Regions from separate parts of the Mus musculus genome. Here regions 1 and 2 are each linked to region 3. Evidence: chromatin contacts called from public ChIA-PET and HiChIP or PLAC-seq data. All regions are on one chromosome and are shown on one strand. The core of a region is the stretch at or near the end of the contact, and the rest is flanking DNA. Distances in the headings are between cores, read along the strand shown. Region 1 has its middle 35 kb from the start of Gm36235. Region 2 has its middle 33 kb from the start of Gm36235. Region 3 holds the start of Trib2 (tribbles pseudokinase 2).

Region 1 (4,398 bases), core at 510-3,009, 230 kb after region 3:
CACCCATCCATTGTGCCACAGGTCCATTACTTCTATGCAGACCCTGAAGTAGAGCTTGAGAATCAGAGAATGCATGCATTATTCAGCTAATGTAGAGACTCTCCATTTGCAACCAAAGAGGCAGGAAGCCCACTACAGTCAGAGCAACTGTCAAAAGCAATGGCCAGGAATCAGAGGCAGGAGGAACGGGCACAGAGGAGTGCATACAGGGCATGAAAGATGACAGGCATTTTCCTAGAAACACATAACAGGAGATGCTTCATGGAATGACATCCAAAATGCTGAACAGAAGTGTTCTCCTTCTAAGTAAGTGGTTCTATAAAGATTTATTAATTATCCTGTGCCAGGTGATAGTCTAAACCCTAAGGCTCTCAATGAGTCTAACAAAAATCTCTACACTCATTCTCACTAGAGTAATTCTCACGAGGCATGAAAACATGATGCAGCATTTAAATGTGTAAGACCAAACACACAAAGGAAACCTATATAGTTTTGAAATGTTATCTTCACATCATATACTATTTTGATATATTTATAATATAGTATATTATTATATAATATATAATTATATTATAATGTGTTTATAATATATTATATTAGTCAAGAAGTGGGAGTGGGTGGGTAGGGGAGCAGGGAGGGGGGAGGGCATAGGGGATTTTCAGGATAGCATTTGAAATGTAAATGAAGAAAATATCTAATAAAAATTGGAAAAATAATATGCATACTATATTCAAATTGTATATACATTATAGTATACATTAATATAACAAGTTAAGATACAAAAAGCTAACTCATTTTTAAAAAGACAGATTTTATCTTTTGTTATGTGGATGGGTGTCTGTGTGCACATGAGTGCATGTGTCAGCGGAAGCTAGAAGAAGGTATCAGACTCCCTGGAGCTGGAGTTAAAGGCAATTATAAGTCACTAAGTGTAGATGTTGGGAACCGAATCTGGGCCTCTGCAAGAGCAGTGGCTGTTCTTAAGCCCTGAGCCATTTCCCCAACCCCTTACTGTTTTTTAAACTTTTTTTTTAAAGTAAGGGCTGCCTTACTTTTTAATTGTATTCATCAACCTATCTTCCTTTCTTCTCCAAAGAATCCTCCCTCCCTTCAGTAGTTCTCCCTTCCTTCTTTCTAAGATAGTCTCTCTGTCTCTGTGAATGTGGGTATCTCTGTCTGTCTCTCTATCTCTGTCTACATATCTCTTTCTGTCTCGGTCTCTGTCTTTCTCTCTGTGTATTTGTTCTTCTATCTGTCTGTCTCTTTTGTCTCTGTCTCTCTGTCTGTTTGTCTTTGTCTCTCTCTGTCTCTTTATCTTTGCCTCTGTTTTTCTCTGTCTCTGTCTCTGTCTCTGTCTCTCTCTCTCTCTCTCTGTGTGTGTGTGTGTGTGTGTGTGTGAGAGAGAGAGAGAGGGAGAGAGAGAGAGAGAGAGAGAGAGAGAGAGAGAGAGAGAGAGAGAGAGATGGGGGCTAGAACCCAAGGCCTCACACATACCATGTAAGCACTTTATTACTGAGCTACACTCCCAGTCCCATATACCTTATTACAAGTGCTATCTCAGTAGCTTTCTAACAGTCCATGCCTTGTGAACGCCACATGACAGGGATGGTATTTCAAGACATGTATAATCATAATATAATACCAAAAATAATCTATGATCTCTCTTCCTGACATGCTCTGAGTGACTGCTAACACTGCTGATCTGGAAGGTTCAGTGAACCTGAAACAGCAGGAAATGACAGATGTCAGTTGGTACAGGTGACACAGGTGGAAAAAGAAATACTGCCTGCCCACATTCACAGGCTCCGCCTGTCACTCCATTGAGAATCTGTAGAGCTTGATCAGGAACTGTCATGCAGGAAGAACCAACCATGATGTACAAATAGAGAGAAGCATGCAGGTGCATGGCAGACTTGAAAGGAAGAGAGAGAGAGAGAGAGCAGTGCGACCCACACTCAGAGTGCAAACAAGAACAAAACTGGCGGCAGCTGCGGAAGCCATGCGACTGAATGCTCTGACCTTGCCTTTCAGTTTTTTGACCTGGAAAACCAGAGAGCAACAATATCAGATCCGGGTTCTGAAACTTCAGGTTCATACTAAGAAGATACTTCATATGGTTCTTTAGTTCTTCTTCTTTTCTATGAAACACATTATATGAGAGCACAGAGCAGTAAAGAGAGTTTTCACTTTAAGCCTCTCAAATGTGCCCCCTGTCTACCAGCAGTAGGGATATCACAAGGATAAAAACAAGAGAACATTCTGAAAGGGTCCATTTTTACATAAAATCCATTTAGTTAGAACTCACTTCTAGCCCTTAAGCTAATGTAAATCTACCAACAGTCAATTTTCATGGAATTTTTAGATTTGACTTCTCCCAGTCTTACCCACCAGGGTATATGGGTCCCCTCAGCCTCATGTCCATTCCATAGCTGAGAGCTGTTATTTTTCCATTCACTGTTTCACTGGCATTGCGTTCTTTTCATCTCCCTCACAGTCGGGAACCTGGACCTCAGATACTTGTTCAGTAACACACGATCATCAAAGAATAGACAGAGGCACTGCTTCTCTTTCCACTAGGCAAAAGATCTCCCGATCTCCTTAGTCCAGTCACTGACCAGGAAATAAGATGGAGATATTGCTGTATCTTGTTACAAAGAAGCCATCTTTGTCCATTGATCTTGAAGCCCCAGAGAAATATTAAATGAACAAAGATGGTAACATTGGAAGAAGTCATTGAAAACTCTTTAATGAACCAGCTACATCAAATAAGATGTTTCTTATCAGATACTTTCTCTAGTGTAATTTGTCCACAATCCCAGAGAAATTCATTTGTTCATAGATGTTGTTCTCTTGGAAATAGTCTGTGCATTCTCCCAACTCAGATGAATTTGTGTACGTGTATCTGTGCATGTGTTTGTGTGTGAAAAGCATGTGATAGGCGTGCATCGTGTTTGTATGTACATGTGTGTTTATGTGTGTACATATTCGTATACATGTGTAATGTGTGTACATGTGTGCATGTGTATATAAATGTATGTATGTATATGTATGCATATATATGTGTGTTTGTACATGTGTATATTATGTGTGTGCACTTGTGTAAGTGTATATGTATCTGTGTACATATGTGTGTGTTTGTGTTGTGTGTGTTATATGAAGAAGTGTGTTTACATGTGCATTTGGGTAAGGGATATTCTCGACTAAGCAACAATTGCACTATTTGTTGGTTCTACCCAGTCTTTCCTGGATGGAGAAGTTAGAATTGATCATTCTCTCTCTGTTGCTTCCACAATAACAAATGTTTGAATCTCACTTAGAGGTACTCAAAGCTGGAAGAAACCCTTGTGTGTGTATTCTCACTGTCTTGCCTGGTGAGACAAGCAAAGTAAAAGTATATGAATAATTTTCATGTAAATTCCAATCCAGCTTAGTCATTTCAAAATGTCACCATCTAACTAGTCACATTACTACCAAATATAAATCCAATTCAAATCACAGTACAGGAGAGGACCTTCCTGGTGTGTGCTTTGTAGTGTACAGAGAAGTTTTTTAATTCCTTATATTCAGGTGGCAGTTAAGAGTATGCCACTTCCCTCTACTCAGTCTTTTCATCATGATGAGTGTTTGTGGATGGGTGTGACCTGAGACAGAGGTAGCCTGTGGGTTCCAGGTACAAGATGCTTCCAATCAGTCCCTGATTCTTCTTTGCCAGCGGGTGAGTACCTGGCTTGTTGTCAAAGCACTGTTTCTGCACTGGAGATGATGGAGGAAGCACTGGATAGAGATGTAACAGGCAGTTACTGGTCCGCATCCTTTGTGCCTGGGCCTCCATGGGGTCTCCTCCTTCACATTTATATGTCTGCTACAGGGCTTCCTGAGATAGAATCAGGCCCAGATGCTTCACTCTGCTCAGCCAGAACAGTCTTTGTGGGCAAAGACACAGAGATTATAAAGGTCCTTCCTTATCTTTGTGCTAGATGAGCACTCTCCCCTGATAGCCTATAGATAGATCCTATGGAGAACAGTTAGTGATACATAATGTCTTGGTCTCTAAAGTCTGTCTAAGGAGACACATGCAGGGGAGAATCTTCTGTTTCTGTTGGTGACTACAGTGGTGAAAGCAAGCATCAGAGATCAGGCATGTCAGTCATGGGCCAGACCAAAGAGTCTGGTAGAAGACACCCTGCAAAACCTCTATCTGAGTTAAGCATTGAAAGTTGAGAGAGGAAAAAAAAAGAATATGTCCTTGGGAGGCAGAGGCAGGTGGATTTGTGAGTTCTAGGCCAGCCTGGTCTACAAAGTGAGTTCCAGGACAGCCAGGGCTACACAGAGATACCCTGTCTTGAAAGACAAAAACAAACAAACAAACAAACAAACAAACAAACAAAAAAGAATGTG
Region 2 (4,962 bases), core at 167-2,666, 170 kb after region 3:
GCAGTATCTGTCAGAAAGGCTCAAGTCTAAATTTTCTTGTGGCTCTTCTATCTGCCTCTAATCTAGGATTTGGTTAGACTGACCTGAGACAGTATATTTCATTTCCTTCAGAACCAAGGGCCCATTTACACTCTGGCAAATCTTCTCCTCCACGATACACAGCAGATTCTGGCAGAAAAAGATGCCCTTTAGCGGCAGAGGGCAGGTGTTTAGATAGTTACCATGGCCAGGTGTCTGTTTCCTTCCCACTTGCTTAGATGTCACTGCCTTTTGAAAAACACATTTCTGTTTATTTAATTGAAAATATTCTACACATGCAAGCTAACAAGCATGATAGCAACCAGCATTCACAGCTGTTCCCCCCTCCCCCACTTTATTTTAATTGAAGTGGACGCTGCTCATAATTATCAAGTCCATTCTGAATTCTTGAAGGTCATAGGCAGAAAAAAAAACTCTTGGTGTCAGTAAATATTCACTCAGCTGTTTGTGGATGTTGGTGAGTGTGAGTAACTGCGAGAAATGGGGAAGGGGTGAGATTATTGATGATCTTTTCATGATCCTGGTTAACGTTAAAGGGGAGTTAGGATCGGCAGAGCTGTTCTAGTTTGTAAGCTGTTAGGTGCTGGAGCTGGCTGCAGTGACCTCAGAAATCATCTTCCCGTTCACTCTGACAGACAATGTTTCCCTGAGCTGCTGACTTCTCACTGCTATAGAAGGGGTGGGCTGCTTACAAGGGAAGCTAGGAAAAGGAGAGTGTAGAATAGATCACAGCTCTAGTCGTGTAGACCCAGTTTAGTTCACAAGTCACTGAAGCACTGAAGGCATATTTTTATCCCCAGAGCCCCACACTGCCACTAAACAGAGTTCGGGTAAACCAAATTGGCATCCTGGACTAAAGGGTCAGAGTTTCGCAGTCTGAAAGCCAGAAAGTAGCAGCTGATGAGGGCTTCACAGAGGGCCTGGGGACAGTCAGGCTTTCAGTCCATCTGTCTGTCCTTCCCTCACCCCCCCCCACTCCCACTTCCCTTCCATTTTAGCTCTCCATATGCTTATTTGTGACACCTGGATAAGCATTTAATACACATGTGTTTCTCTAACTCAATATTTAATGAGAATCACACAGACTTTTCAAAAGCTTTAGAAGAGATCAAAGGACCAAAGCAAACATCCCTGGGCAGGGGCTGGGGGTGGTCAGTCCTTGGGGAGAGCTCACATCCAGACGTAGAAGGCTTCCTTGCCTGTTAATGGCCCAGGAAATGTCTTCCATGCAAGAAAGAACAACTATCCCTTCTGCTGATATATAGGACAGCATGCCAATTTAAACTCAGATTTTAAAAATGTTTCCTTTTACACTGGCAACCCCCCACTTCCTGCAGCAATCTTTCTCACTCTGTGCCCTCAGCCAGCTTGTTTCCATTCCATAACACTCAGCTCAAACCTCACCTCAGGGGAAGCTCATCACTCACAGCAAGTGGTTCTTCCAGAACTTTCCTCTAGCTCTTGGAGGGAGAATTGTAAGAGACTCTGCCTTATTGATTTCCCCATCCAGTTCAGTACCTGTAAAGAGTTCTCCCCAGAGATTATCAACTGATTAAATCAGGGGGTGAATGAATAATTGAGAAGTTATTCTCTGCATTTGAATTTCTGGTAGATGGAGCAACTCCAAGCCTGTCTCACCTAACTCATTCACATTTCCCAGTAAGATGATCATAAGAGGCCTGATTTCTAGAATTTTCAAATTCTCCTGAGCTTTGGGGTCAGAGCCATGGAGTAATCTGAAATAATAGACCTAATATCACACGCCCAGTTGCTTAACGGAATTATGGTATGAAAAAACTTCTTCCGGGTTCTCAGGACGTGGACCAGTGGGCGTGACTTTTCCAAGGATCTATGAACAACTGTCTGGTTCCACAGTCAGGGCACAGAAAGCAGACCAAGGAACAATTACACCTAATTACAGCTTGGTGGACCAATGAGGCTGCTGAACTTACAGATATACAGATGTTTCCAAGACAGTTGTCACTGAAAAGCCCCACCCAGCACAGGCTATGTCCCCAGAGCTCTGGCTGCCCTTGACATTCCTGCTTGAGGCTCTGAGTGTTAAGATTTCAGCTGTGTCCCACTGCACTCAGCTTAATTTTCTTATAATTTCTGGTATCCATTTTTAATACTTTTCTTCGTTTGTTCTTGCAGAAATATCTCTCTCTTCCCCCTGCCCTCTGTCTGTGTGTGTGTGTGTATGTGAGTGTGGTGTATGTGTGTCTGTATGTGTATCTATATGTGTGTGTGTGGTATACGATATGTGTGTGTATGTGTCTGTATATACGTATGTATTGTGGTATATTTGCATGTGTGTGTATGTATAAGTGTGGTGTATGTGTGTGTATGTGTGGTGTATGTGTGTGTATGTGTACCTGATTATATAATCATTTGATATACATTTTTATATTCATTCCCCAAATCCTCAAACCAAGTATAGTTGCAGCTGTATTCGCTAAAATATATTTGTTTTTAAATTTTATGTATATGAGTAATTTGCCTGAAAATATGTGCACCACATGTATGTGTGTACCTACAGAGATCAGAAAAGGGAATCAGAGCCCCTGAAACTGGAGTTATGGATGGCTTTGAAACACTATGTCAGTGCTGGGAACTAACCCCAGGTCCTCTGCAAGAGCAACATCTATTCTGAATTGCTGGGTCATCTCTCCAGCCCCTAACAATTGTATTCTTTAGTTTTCATGTAGCCCCACAATCTAATCCTCTATCTCTGTTTTCAGGTCTAGCCTCTGACTCTTAAGAAGTGCAAGTTCTCATTAAGTGCTTCTATACCAATGCATGCCCTCAGCCAATCTGAGACATGACCTGCAAACATTTCCAGGAGAGCTTGTGAAACCTCTGCCCAGGTGCTTCCTGCTGGGTGGACTCTGGTGGATCTGTGGCTTTCAATCTACACACAGCCAAGTTCTATGGAACTTCTTTGCATGGAAAGGTAACACACCCAGGATGATGTCCAAGGCCAAGGTCCCTGAGAGTGTGGATATATGGATGCTGTTTCTGCCAGTGAGAGATTGCCGTGCTCTTCGTCTTGTTTAGAACGTCGGTCGAATGGAACCCTCAGGTGCCTTCCTTCTCTTTCTTCCCTGTACTCTTTCCTGTCCCTGTCCTCTGAGACTTGAGCACATTTCCCAGAGCTGGCATCTCTGCAAGTCATCACTATGATGATCATTTTCTCAACTTAGCAACACATCAGCTGTGACAGCGTTCACTCTGTTGGCCTTTCAATGACATGGTTGAGCAAGTCCTTCTCTGAGCTAACATTTCACACAGCCGAGGTTTTATCTACCAGGGAAGCTAATAGGAAGAAACGGTGGAAATTCATCTCTAGGTACTTGTGTCAGGTTCCTGCCCAGGGATAGCCCCAAATGGATGACACACACACACACACACACACACACACACACACACCGGTCTAATCAAATACTTGACCCCAGGAATGAGCTTTCAAAAGACAGCAGGTCAAACAAGTGTCTCCCTGGGGGAGATATTTCCATGGAGTTCCCCGTGAAAAACAAGCTAGCTGCTCATGTTCCCTGTGTAGCTATCTTAAGTTCTTCTGAGAAGCCAAAGGGCCACAGTCCCAGTGTCCCAAGTCCATGGTATTTCGTTACTGTTAATAGGGCTCCATTCAGACTACTGTGCTGAGGACTGGCCTTCAGGCTTGTGGGTTTTGTTTTTGAACTCCAGGCTGGGGTTTGGAACAAGGTTAAACACCTGAAACAACAGAATTTGCCTAATCTAGAGCGATCTATTCCCTCACCAGAGATCACTCTCTGTGTTATTTTTATTTTTAAAGGGAGTTAACATTTAACACAAGCGTTAGCATGTTCCCACCACTCTGAATGGGTCTGTTTGTTTCCACTTGATTCTCTGTTACACTGTTGAACCTTGCCTTCCTCTGGGTTCAGGGAAATTTTGAGTATTAATGAGGATCAAAGACCCTGAAGTTTGAAAATGTTTTTCAACCATGTACCTCAGTAAACAGTTTCTTAAAACATTTAGCAATTCGGCAAGCCTGATTAAGAGGTGAACAGAAGTGCTACAATTGGTATGATGGTGATTTTTAAATTCCTATATGAAGCAAGGAATGACCAGTTGTGCGCTTTGTATTAAGCACCTTGGGGAAATGTCCAGGGATGAGTGCTTCTCACATTGGTCAGCAGCAGCAGGACCTGAGATTCTGACAGATGCAGATTTCTGGGTCCTACCTGGAATCTGTTGAACTGAAAATTTACCAGAGATTACTGAGTGAGTCTGGGAAGAAAGCTTAGTCAGAAAGCCTGCCCAATGCTGAAGACCGGAGTCTGAGCCACATAAGAAGCAGCCACGGAGTAAGCCAGACATGGTGGGCTGGCCAGGCTAGCTAATCTACCAACCCCATGTCCCAGTGAACAAACCTATCTCAAAAAACAAGGTGGAAGCCACCAAGAAATGATGCTTGAAGGTGGCCGCTGGCTCCCAGATGCTCATATGCACAGCACCGTACCAACTCCCTCCTCAGACACACATTCTGGGATAAGCCCTAGCAACATGAATGGGAAGACGACTTTACAGGTAAAGTGATTATTTGCCCTGCAAGCCTCAGGACCTGACTTTGAATACTTAGGACCTACATCAAGTCAGGAGTCCTGCACTTCTACAATCCCAGTGCTCCTGTGGTGAGATGGAAGGACAGACAGACTGTCTGGGAGCTCAGGGGCCAGATATCTTGGTGCATGAAACTGTCAACAACAGTCCTTATGTCAAAAAGGTGGAGAATGAGGCCTAACACCTGCCGTTGTCCTCTGACAAGGATATGCATGCCAGGGCACGTGTGCTTCCCTCATGCTTCAGACACATATGCATATGTGCCTGCCCGGCACACACATACAATGTCAATAGCAACATGGCCCCATGGGCTGT
Region 3 (4,701 bases), core at 414-2,913:
GGCCCCTGGCAAAAGACCCAGGATGATTTTTTTTTAATTTTTTAAAAAAAAAATTTTAATTTTTTTTAAGCAAAAAAACAAAACGCAAAAGCAAAGCTGGGCTGGTTACCTTGCAAACCAGCTCCTCTCCGCTGTGCAGATGCACAGCGCGGAAAACGTGGTCTCCCTCCAGAGGCTCCAACAGTAAGTATTTCCCGATGCAAGAAACGCAATGCGACAAGTTCGGAGTCTCGGGCGGGCTCGGAGAGCCAAGGTTCGGGCTGAAACTCTGGCTGGGCTCAGCGGACCTTATAGACGACAGCTCTTCGAAATCCTGGGTTTTGTTCCGCGATCTCCCATATCTCGCTATTGTGATAGGGGTAGACCTGTGTATGTTCATGAGTGTGAGGATCGCACACGACAAAACAAACAAACAAACCAAAAAACCCCTCTGGAGAGATGGATGAGCCGCGCCGGTGCAGGCGCCTCGGTGCTACCGACTTAAAAGGATCAAGAAGGGAGGGGACCCGTCTGGGGCTCCGTGGAGGAAGAGTTAAGAACTAGCCCCCAGATGGGCGCTGCAGGGCTGGTCCCCGGCTGCGAGCCCCGCTCCCGGGGGTGCTCGCTCTGCGGACAACTCGGGTCCTTTTGTTACCCAGAAGCTGCCAGCGCGGTGCAGAACCGCACGCTGGACTCAGTGGGTCTCTGTTCGCAGCGTGGATCTGGACGAGTGAGCGTGCCTCTGGGGTGAGGAGCTGCAGCGCCGGGCTTCTGAGCGATCCCCAGCTGAGGATCCGCAGACCGGGCGGAGAAGCCCTGCGTGGAGTTTGTGCAGTCTTCAGGGAGCGCGCGGCGCCGGCTCGCCCTCCACGCGTTAGAAACCAAACAAAAAGAAAAAGGAAATAAGCTCGGGTCTACCGGCTCACGCCGCGCGGCAGCCAGAATCCGCGCTGCACCCCCCTCTTTTTGGTGGAAAGGGTGGGGGGCGTGTAAGGGGGGTGCTAGAGAGGGCAGTTACCTAAGTCTTAACTGTAGATGGCGTCTGAGGCTTTTCCAAAAAATCGCAGAGCTGTCTCTCTCAAGAAAAAAAAAAAAAGACAGAAAAAAAAAATTGCAAAGGCGCTTTTAACTTGGGGCGGTCAGCAGTGGCAACAAAAGATTGCAAAAGCTGAGTAGGGAGTGCGCGGAGTAGGGCAGGCACAGGTACCGCGACAAAGCCCAAGGCAGAGCCCGCGCGGTCAGCACTAGCTCTTGCTGTCGCTGCTCACGTCCCAGATCCTCCTCCGATGAAGCAAGAAGTGCGGGCGGTGACCTGGGGGGTACCAGCAGCAGGAGCTTTCCGGGGGTCCTGCAGGAGCTGCCAGCAGATGCTCCCCGGACTCCGTCAACCCGCGGCGTTCCTTTTCCGCTGCACAACTGGGTCTTGAGCCTTGAAACAATTTGCAAACCACTCTTGTCTCCCGATGCCTTGCGACCAAATTGCACGGCGGGGTTTGCTCTGCAGGAAAAATAAAAATCGACGGCTTGTCTTCTTTTCTTATTATTTTTTTTTTCTTGCCACCCAGAAGTAGGAGAGGACCGTGTATTTAAAAATTAAAGGGGATGGCCACGGCGCCCTAGGCCAATCCCGGCGCTCAAGCACGCCCGCATCCCCGGGCGAGGCGGTATTAATAGTTACTTACGTGGCCGGGGATCTCGGAGCGAGCCCGGCTGTGTGTGCGCGTATGTGTGCGCGCGCGCCTCGCTTGCTCGCGCTCGGTCTCCCCATTCAATGTCACCGACACATTTCCACAGAGCCCCCGCCCTCTTCGCCGGCCCCGCCCTACCCACGCCCCGGCCCCTGTCATTGAGCCCGGAGCCCATCAATCAGCGGCGCCGCTGCCAGTGCGCGCGCGGCTCCCCTGCGCCCGCCGGCGGCCAGGGCTGCTGCCGCCACTCCTGCAGTGCCCCCACTGGGGGCGCCAGCCTCGCCCCCGGATGGCTCGGCCAGGCGCGAGGTAAACAGTGCTTTATATCCTTCCGCAGTCCAAGGGCTCTGGGCTCCCCTGGCCTGCTGTTCGCGCTGCAGCGACAGGGATGCTGGACTGTGTATCTGCCACCGTCGCCACGCAACACCGGCAGGCTCAGGTCAACTTTGAGACTTAGATCCTCTTCCCCGGGATTTTCCGCAGAAAGCCTCGCATCTTCTGGGTACCGGGCACCCCTCTGCTGCTATGTTAACCTGAACAAGCAGTTCCCCGCGGGTTTTAAAAAAAATGAAGGATTCTTGCAGCCCACAGTCTCTAGAATTAGTTTTATTCTTTCTCTCCGGTTGCTTATCATTTCAACAGAAGTCCATTGTGAGCTTGTAGTTAGTGTCACCACCCCTCCCCCACTTACCAGTTATAGGATTGGGGATCCTTTCAGAGTCTTTTGACTTCAGGACAAGGTCTTTGGGGAGAGCTCAGGAACACACACCTTTGCACCCACACTTCCAGCAAAGGATGTTGGCTCCTAGCCAAGGAGTCAGGCTTCTCCAGCCCCGGCATCTCAGTATTTAGGCCAAGAACACATTCAATACCGGGTTCAACGGAAGGCTGCACTTTGACCCTTGCTTATTCTTAACTTCCTGGGAAGGTTCTGGACCATTGGCTTGAACAGACCTGGGGAAAGTTCAGACCACAGCTTAAGCCTCTTGACTTTACCTAATGCATCCTGGTAAGAGTAGCAATGTAGCAGGGGAAAACAGAAAGAGAAAGAAGCAACCAAGGTCTGGGGCAAGACTGCTGGGCTTACTCTTGAGTTTTTACCCGCATAAGGCACCTCTTTCTATGAGGGAGGTCACTCTGTAACAATATTCTGCACTACCACTTTTGAACAGAAATAGAGAACTAGTTATAATTATACTTAACCGGGACAATAGTGGCTCTAATGATCAGGAGTTCCCTGAGGGTTGTTTCAGAGTAGTGAATGGACCTTGCTTGTTCAGCTAGCCACCCTAGAGGACAGATCTTGAGAAGAAACTAAAATGCCCCATGTCTTCTCATAGATCTCCCATCCTTCTCCCCACTCATCTGCCTTAAACTCAGACTCTGATCCCTAAACTGTCCCTTAAGGGGACCACAGCTTGAGGAAGTCACCATGACTACAGAGTAGTGTGCCATGCAGTCTCTGCCCAGTTCAAGAACAGGTCCTAGACAAACAATCTCTACAGAGGATCCATTGAGAAAGGTTCCCTGGGGCCTCTGTTGGGTGACTGTCACCAAACTTTCTTGTAGAAGTTTGAGAAACTTGTGTTCAGCATCAGTTTTCAGATTCAGAAGGAAACTGAATTCGCATGGGCTTTTTTGGTTTGGTTTGGTTTTTGTTTTTGCTTCTTTTTCTTCCCAGGATCTCTAGTTTTCGTCTGTTAAATGACAGCCCTGCGTACCTCATGTGACCCCTAGAACTGCAGTTGCAGTTCTAGGAAATATATGAAGAATTATGATAGTGTTTCTCAGCCTGTGAGTTGTGACCCCTTTGCGGTGAACAACCTTTTCACAGGGGTCACATATCAGATATTTACATTCTATGCATAACAAAAGCAAAATTACTGTCATGAAGTAGCAGCAAAATAATTTGATGTTTGGGGGTCGCCACAAGAGAAAGTGTATCGAAGGACAGTAACTTCCTGGAGTCCTGGAAAAATACGTGTTTCCTTGGGCTGTCATATTGCAATGACTACATTGCTCCTCTCTCTCTCTCTCTCTCTCTCTCTCTCTCTCTCTCTGTGTGTGTGTGTGTGTGTGTGTGTGTGTGTGTGTTTCTTAGTCCTTCTCTGGGGCTAGATTGAGCTTTAGGTTAGAGGAGACCAAATCTTCCTGATACTTGGATGTCATCACAGGGGTAAGCCTGCCTGTCATAAGCCAGTGGTTCTTTGTGGACATTGAGACAGTCTGGTGAGTCATAAAATAATACACATAAGAGCTCATTGTTGGCCATTTAGGCAGAGAAAAGAGAAAGTATGAGAGAAAAGGAGTAGGAAGACCTAGCTTTCTCCTAACTTGAATGCTCAGTGCCATCAACTGGGCTGCCCAGCCAGGTAAGTGGTGAAGCAGGTTATAATTACACTGGGAATGCCTGGTCATGTTGCAGCTGAAGACCACTGTATTCTTGTAGAGAAATAGACTCGACTCCAAGTTGACTTTCAATCAGGAAGTGTATTGAGGTATCAGGAAGACCACACTGGTGCTCATTATGGAGTTCCTGTCAGTGGGCATCACAGAGAAGAGAAAGCATTAGAGCCTTAACATGGTGGTTCTCAACCATGGGTCATAAACCCCTTGGAGTTCTCGTATCAGATATCCTGCATATCAGATATTTACATACAATTCAGAACAGTAATACGGTTGCAGTTGTGAAGTAGCAACAAAGATAATTTTATGGCTGGGGGTCACCACAACATGAGGAACGGTATTAAAGGGTTGCAGCACTAGGAAGGCTGTGAACCACTGCTTTAACAGATCAAGCAAAGCCTCAGCTTATGCAGATGCCTGATGTATCCTGTCCATCACTGAGGGTGAGTCCGTCACTTCTCAGGGACTGCTATGGCAGCTATTCTATCCCTTTGTAAAGCCAAATCCTTATGCTTATAATAAAGTTATTACAGTGGGGGGTAAACGTGACCACTCATAGCATAGATCTTCAGCTTCCCTACATGTGCTGACTCATGGGAGCAGGAGTGGGAGTCTTCATGTACCCAAT

Evidence for each region. ChIA-PET counts read pairs in DNA pulled down with a chosen protein or histone mark. HiChIP or PLAC-seq counts read pairs in DNA pulled down with a chosen protein or histone mark.
Region 1: a contact with region 3 is called in an H3K27ac HiChIP or PLAC-seq map of double positive thymocytes, with 2.9 times the contacts expected there. The contact joins the enhancer-like site here to the promoter of Trib2 in region 3. A contact is called at or near these places in 9 of 39 promoter capture datasets (3T3-L1-derived adipocytes, embryonic stem cells, hematopoietic stem and progenitor cells and 5 more), 4 of 15 datasets of contacts at CTCF or cohesin (the NIH/3T3 cell line, large pre-B cells, pro-B cells and 1 more), 11 of 484 Hi-C or Micro-C datasets (CD4 T cells, CD8 T cells, MC3T3-E1-derived osteoblasts and 5 more), 20 of 115 datasets of contacts at active chromatin or transcription factors (the NIH/3T3 cell line, Th17 cells, a beta-TC-6 cell line and 16 more) and 3 of 9 other capture datasets (adipose tissue, embryonic stem cells and pancreatic islet).
Region 2: a contact with region 3 is called in an RNA polymerase II ChIA-PET map of memory CD8 T cells, with 273 read pairs. The contact joins the enhancer-like site here to the promoter of Trib2 in region 3. A contact is called at or near these places in 7 of 39 promoter capture datasets (the 3T3-L1 cell line, cancer-associated fibroblasts, cranial neural crest and 4 more), 1 of 15 datasets of contacts at CTCF or cohesin (CD8 T cells), 11 of 484 Hi-C or Micro-C datasets (CD4 T cells, the G1E-ER4 cell line, the N1E-115 cell line and 7 more), 14 of 115 datasets of contacts at active chromatin or transcription factors (CD4 single positive thymocytes, Th17 cells, double positive thymocytes and 10 more) and 2 of 9 other capture datasets (adipose tissue and embryonic stem cells).

The regions. Positions count from the first base shown.
Region 1 is chr12:16,047,947-16,052,344 of GRCm38.p6, forward strand. No RefSeq gene overlaps it. Among named protein-coding and RNA genes, the nearest start is that of Gm36235, 35 kb to the left of the region's middle. Within about 2 kb of position 1,760, at least 35 of the 459 cell types and tissues checked have an H3K27ac peak or open chromatin away from gene starts, as enhancers often do. A contact at or near this core is called in CD8 T cells, double positive thymocytes, regulatory T cells and 2 more, where this site is marked.
Region 2 is chr12:15,980,540-15,985,501 of GRCm38.p6, forward strand. No RefSeq gene overlaps it. Among named protein-coding and RNA genes, the nearest start is that of Gm36235, 33 kb to the right of the region's middle. Within about 2 kb of position 1,417, at least 32 of the 459 cell types and tissues checked have an H3K27ac peak or open chromatin away from gene starts, as enhancers often do. A contact at or near this core is called in CD4 single positive thymocytes, CD8 T cells, Th1 cells and 6 more, where this site is marked.
Region 3 is chr12:15,815,122-15,819,822 of GRCm38.p6, forward strand. Trib2 (tribbles pseudokinase 2) reads right to left here and starts at 1,664. Exons shown (of 3, transcript NM_144551.5): 1 at 110-1,664. The coding sequence starts at 379. Gm5432 (a long non-coding RNA gene) reads left to right here and starts at 1,816. Exons shown (of 3, transcript XR_001780551.2): 1 at 1,816-1,976.